2 separate regions of the Mus musculus genome follow, and region 2 is linked to region 1. A link is a contact called in public promoter capture Hi-C data. All regions are on one chromosome and are shown on one strand. The core of a region is the stretch at or near the end of the contact, and the rest is flanking DNA. Distances in the headings are between cores, read along the strand shown.

Evidence for each region. Capture Hi-C pulls out chosen DNA fragments and counts their contacts.
Region 2: a contact with region 1 is called in a promoter capture Hi-C map of adipose tissue. The contact joins two enhancer-like sites. A contact is called at or near these places in 1 of 115 datasets of contacts at active chromatin or transcription factors (pancreatic cancer cells) and 2 of 9 other capture datasets (adipose tissue and pancreatic islet).

What each region holds. Positions count from the first base shown.
Region 1 is chr6:114,658,734-114,661,698 of GRCm38.p6, forward strand. The region is part of intron 1 of Atg7 (autophagy related 7); the gene reads left to right. Among named protein-coding and RNA genes, the nearest start is that of Atg7, 17 kb to the left of the region's middle. Within about 2 kb of position 1,363, at least 144 of the 459 cell types and tissues checked have an H3K27ac peak or open chromatin away from gene starts, as enhancers often do. A contact at or near this core is called in adipose tissue, where this site is marked.
Region 2 is chr6:114,856,806-114,859,831 of GRCm38.p6, forward strand. It overlaps Atg7 (autophagy related 7), which reads left to right. Exons shown (of 19, transcript NM_028835.5): 19 at 2,186-3,026. The coding sequence ends at 2,218. Among named protein-coding and RNA genes, the nearest start is that of Vgll4, 64 kb to the right of the region's middle. Within about 2 kb of position 1,741, at least 20 of the 459 cell types and tissues checked have an H3K27ac peak or open chromatin away from gene starts, as enhancers often do. A contact at or near this core is called in adipose tissue, where this site is marked.

The DNA of each region.
Region 1 (2,965 bases), core at 113-2,612:
TATTAGTTAGGGTTCTCTAGAACAGTTCTCTCTCAACCTGTGGGTTGTGACCACTTTGGCAAGCCTCTATCTCCAGAAATATTTACATTATGATTCATAACAGTAGCAAAATTACAGCTATGAAGAATCAACAAAATTAATTTTATGGTTGGGGGTCATCACTACATGAGGAACTGTATTAAAGTGTCACAGCATTAGGAAGGTTGAGACGCGCTGCTCTAGAGGATCAGAACTGATAGGATGAATCTATCGTATATGTACAATTGACAGTGGGTTAGACTATGGGCCAGCTAGTCCAACAATGGCTGTCTACCAATGGAAAGTCTAAGAATTCAATAGTTCAGTCCATGATGTTTCAATTGTATATATTTCTTCAGTATTCTCTGGAATCCCAAAGAAGTAGGCTGTAAGGCCAGTGAAGAGTAGACTGGCCAGTGAGAGCCAGGGCAAGCAGGCAGAGAGCAAGGGCTTCCTCCTTCCATGTCCACTATATAGGCAGCCACCGAAGGTGTGGCCTAGATTTAGGGTGGATCTTCCTATTTTAATGATTTAATTAAGAGAAATCAGTCACAGGTGTACCTACCCAGCTGCTTGGGTTTTAGTTAATTCAAGTTGACAACCAAGAACAGCCCCAACAGTTTCCATCTTTAAAAATATGTACACAATTCTCCTCATATCTGACACAATTGCCAAAGCCTTTTTTTCTTCTCCTATCAGTGGAGCACAGGGCCAGGAGGTGCTGACGTAATCAGCAGGGATAGCTCTGACAGTGCTGGGTAACTCCTGCCCTGCCAAACCATCCTCAAGCCTGTCCATACAGACAGTCAGTTTGGACAGAAAGAAACCTGCTCTCAATTTCCTTATTTCTGTATTGCTGTTACAGATACATAATACCAAGTTAGAAAGATTCAGAGATGATACAGTGTCTCTGTTAGTAGCTGACCCCTGACCCCTGGCCTTCCACTTCTTACTCTCCAGCCTCCTGCCCCCTGCTTTCTGCTCACCACCCCTGCCACCTACCCCCACCCTCAACTTCCTCCTTATCCTTCTGCATCCTGCTTACAGTTCTCCTCCTGCCCAGGCCCCCACCTCTAGTCCCTGGCCCCTGCTTCCTACTCCCTGTCCCTTTTCCCTTGACTCCCGATCCCCCACCTCTTGTCCTCCACTTACTGCCTCCTTTTCCTGTCTCCTACCTCCTACCCCCTGTGCCTTAGCCTTCCCCGCCCCGCTCCTTATTCCCATCTCACCTCCCCAGTTTCTTTCTCTTGGTAAGTTAGGTCATAAGCTTTGGATAAGTGTCATGCTGTGACATCTGTGCTCCCACATGTAAGTCACTGGGTGTGGCTCTGTTGATAGATTAGCACCAGGACTCTGTGGCAGATGAAGCCCTGGGAGGTTGTTGCCCAACCATGCTGTCATTTCCTTTCATCTTAGCTGTGGTTTGGCTGCTGGGATTCTTTTCTGTTACATGCCAAGCCCTCATCAAAGCCTGTCTTCTTTCACTAGAAGCAACACAGTCCCATCGGGAGACTTGGGTTTGACCCACACTCAGCATCAGGCCCTTGTCTGATCACAGTGCCCAGGTATAGGTGTGTTCAGCTTCTAAGATGACAAGAGGCTGAGGTCTCTCCTGCTCTACTCAGAGCTGCAGAGCCTAGCTCTTCAGGAGGAATGAGAGCCAGGGAGAGGCAAGACTGACTCCACCCCTGGGTGCACTTGTTCCTCCTCTAGGTCCCCTGCTCTTCCCATCCATCTTATGCATGGTTAGATTTCATGCTGTTAGATTCCTCAGAAGTCTAGCCTGTCCTAGATGCTTATAGCAAATTCCTTTGTTGGGTTACTGTGGGTGTTCCACCCTCCTGTCACAAAGTGAAACCCGGCCACACCCTCTGTGAAGTCAATAGGATCTTCTATTCTGACCAGATTTTCTCAAAGCCGCATAAGCCATAAAAAGTTTGAACCACGTGCTTTTTATGCTCTTTTAGCATGCCTCTTATTGCCTTTGGGGTTTGTTTGTTTTCCCTAGTACTTCCCTAGCTTTACAGAGGTGTAAACGACATTCTAAGTGGTCACTCATGGTGACCTTCCCAGCCCTTAAAGCTATAGAGGCTTTTTTGTTTGTTTTTAAATTTGTGGGATCCACCTCAGCAGGTCACCAGAGAACAGTCAGGGGAAAGTGAGTTGGGCCTGATCTTGGGGAGGGAGCTATGGACATCTGATTCTGCAGGCCTGAGTGCAGGCCTTTGCACTGCTGTGGCTCCTCGGCCTGTCTCCCCTTACATTAAGTGTTTAGCTTATATTGGAAGGAGATCAGTAGCAAATGAGTATCCAAACACAGGTTGTTGGTTAGCTTAAGAGAGGAAAGAATAAAGATTCTGAAAAGGTCTTTTCACACAGATCCTACTGTAGATGGTATGGCAGTTGTCATTGGATGGCTGCATACAATGTATAGCGTATGCTTGATGTGTATAGAAAGATGCTTAATGCTTGGAAGAATGAGCATCAAGGGAGAACACTTCCCATTGGCCAATTATGAGGTTTTGTAAAGGGATCTGGGAAGATCACTTAGCAAAGGGCATGAAGACCAGAGTTTGCACTCCAGAACCCATGTGAAAATACTGGACACCACCCAGCAAGGTGGCTCAGCAGTGGGAAGGTGCTTGCCACCAAGCCCAACGACCTCATTCATTCAGTCCCAGAACCTACAAGGTAGAAGGAAAGAACCAATTCCCACAAATTGTCCTCTGACCTCCTTGTGCATGGCATGATACACTTTCACACCCCATCTGCCTAGTAAAAAATAATGTAAAAATAAATGCTGGGCTTAGTGCTGGGTCGCAAAGACGAGAAGAGGCCTGGGGCTCACTAGTCAGCCATTCTAGCCTGTGAGTTCCAGGGCAACGAGGTGGGTGTTGCTCCTGATAAAGGTCTCTAAGAGATAGAAGGGAGTTGTCCCAGCAAAGAG
Region 2 (3,026 bases), core at 491-2,990, 200 kb after region 1:
CCTTCTCTGGCTGCAAGCAGGGCCTACTGAGGACTCACCGCCCTTTTAGCCTGTTTTGTGCCCAGTGAATGTACTGTCCCCCCACATCAATCATTAATCAAGAAAATGCCCCCTAGGCTTGCCTCTGATTGGAGGGATATTTTTCATCCCAAGTCAGTCTGACTCTTGTCAGGGCAACAAAACACAAACCAGCAGACATTTTAAGAGCTTTATAAAACATGGAAGCTCGGGAGGGTGGATTATACCTGTAACTCCAGCACTTGGAAGGCTAAAGCAGGAGGATTGCTGTGAGTTCAAGGATATTCTGGGCTATCAGGTGAAACTTGTTAAGTGCCCTATGCCCATACCAAGCATTAACATTGAACAAACTTCTGTCCAGTCATCATATTCTTCATTCATGCAGTAGGCGACCGGAGCCTGTTCAGGCCAGTGCTAGCCTGGGTACCATGTGAACCCCACAGTGAGCGTGGCCAGGCTGCACTAGTGGAGAAGCCCTTCACTGGCCCTAGAAAATGGGTCTGGAAAATCCCAATGGTTTCACAGTAAACCCTTTGGGTGGCTTGAAGGAGCCTCTTTACGGCCCAGACAGTGCCAGCAGCAAGAGTCCCACCTGGTCAACCTTCAAGCTAAGCATCTGGTTCAGGAGCAAGCACTCTAACCATGACAGGCTCTCCCTGCCCATCCAGAGGCTGGGCAGAAGATTCCAGAGTTTTCCTTCCTTCCTTTTGTTCTGATACCTCCTCCCACAGTCCCCCCTCCCCCCTCAGCGTTCCCTTCCTCCACGCTAGCTACCCAAGCCTTTCCTACATAAGGTCTCTCCAGTTTGGCTATGTGATCTCAGGCAAACTTTTACTTCTCTGAGCTGTTTCCCCGCTTACCCCACTGGCAGGAGTGAGACAGAATAGGATTATTAGCTCCAGGTCTGCACACAGCCTGTGTCATAGGTGCAGATGTGCTTATTGAATATGTATGAGTATGGAGTATGAGTAGCTGAATTATGCTGCAACTTGGATGGCTCTGTCTCAGACTGTCTTCAGATCCAAAAGACCAGGTCAAGGGCCGCTTACAGCAAAGCCACCTAACCCATGAGCCCAGGTTCCAGTCTGGTGGGGGTCTAGGACCAGAGAGACAGTGCCCCACAGGACAGGTGGCAATTTTTTTTCCTCTGAGGCAAGGTGTAGAAATGGAGGGACAGTATGAGGGACACTGCCACCCTTGCAGGAGAGAAGTCACTTTCTGGGTTGCTTTCCACATCCATGACAGCCAGCATTGCTATGAACGTAACTTGGCCAGACCTATCACCTCCTCCCAACAAGCTGTTCTTTCCCTTAGCTCTGCAAGGGCTGAGGCACCCTTGTGCAACCCATTCCAGGAATTTTGGAAGGCTCTGAAGGCATAGCTCTCTAGGGGCCCTAAGCTGCTTAGGGCACCAGAGTCTTAGGACCTGCTATGCTGTGTTGACCTCAGGCCACCTCAACGTAGGATTTTTGCCAAGAGTTACTGGGACAGAGGACTGGCCTAAAGAGCTACCTCCTTCTCAGGGTGTTACAAGAGTGGGTTCCCTCTCCAGTTTATAACCCAGGGCTCCCCAGAGACACACACTAAGGGACAGAGGGAAGGTCTGGTAGTCTCTGGTCTGTAATCCTGCCTAGGTGACCTGGGGTTGCTGGAGAAGGGCTGTTCTAAGTGACAGCCAGCTCCCTTGCCCCAGAGTGTTGTTGGCACCTGGCATAAAGTTCAGTGTAGACAGTAAGGCAGCACAGGATGGCAAGTGCTCTCCTGCCAGGTCCCTGAGAGCTCCCGCCCTCTCTAGCTCAGCTTCTCCAGCACAGGGTACAGCTGGGCAAGCTGACTGGGCCAGTGGTACATGCTACAAGTCAGGGGCTGGCTGGGTCCACCAAGGATGTGGCAGAGGATGCAGGGAGGGGCTGACTGGCTGGTGCTCCCTGTTCACATTCAGTTCTCCCACTGGCTTTGAGGCCTGGTGAAAGGAAGAAACTCGAGATTTGACCCATTGTACAAGAGACAGGGTATATCAGTCCTCCCCCATGTTGGGAGGCATACGCAGTGCCTGTGGGAGTGTATACCTCTGTTATCATAGCAACTGTAGTTGGGAAATGTCATCTGTGGGCATCGTGGGGCAGCAGAATCCCTCAGTTGAGTATCTGCCTTTTTTTCCACACAGATCTGGGACATGAGTGACGAGGAGACTGTCTGAAGCAAGCAACCACAGCTCAGGAGTACCTGGCCCTCAGCGCAGGACTGGACCGCAGGACTGGTGATCTGGGCCCTGCCACCTCCCTGGTCCTGATCTCCACATCTCCAAGGACGAGGGTGTACCCTCTGCCACCCAGTTGCACCCTTTCCTGTGCCATCTCACCAGCTCTGAACTCAATAATAACCTTGGCATTGCCACTGATCTGGGGCTCAGGTCCTTCCATGTGCACTAATCTCCCCCCCCCCACACACACACTGTTGCTGAAGGACACCCCAGGACCCAACATAGATCAGACAAGGCTGTGCTAGGAGCCTCACCGGTAGGGCACCTGCTCTGGGCCCTGGGTAGCAGTGAGTGCTGAGTTTGTAGCCTCAAGTGTTCAAGTGGCACACCAAGCCACCCTCCCCCAGCTGTGGGCATGCTGTGTGCCACCCTGTTCCAGGGATGGGAGAAGCTCCTGCCACAGCCCTGTACTGAAAAGCAGGGAAGAGCTCTGTAGGATGGGTGTGTCCAGCTGGGCCTAGTCAGGTGCCCTCACTCACGGGGTTGCTCCTGGGGCAAGGCTTGTCTTCCTCTTCACTCTGGGTGGGCCCTTGGCAGCTGTGGCCACCCATCCTAAATAGATGAGCTGCTCCCCTCCCACACCTGTGCACCTTCACTGGGGTCTCAGGTCCAGAACAGAAGCCCATGCACGGCTGGCTTAGCAGGTCTCAGGAAGGGAGACTAGAGAGGACCTTGGCCTAACACAGATGCTGCAACAAGCGGCCCTACCATCTGTGCAAGGCTCCCCACAAGTAGCCAGGCCTAC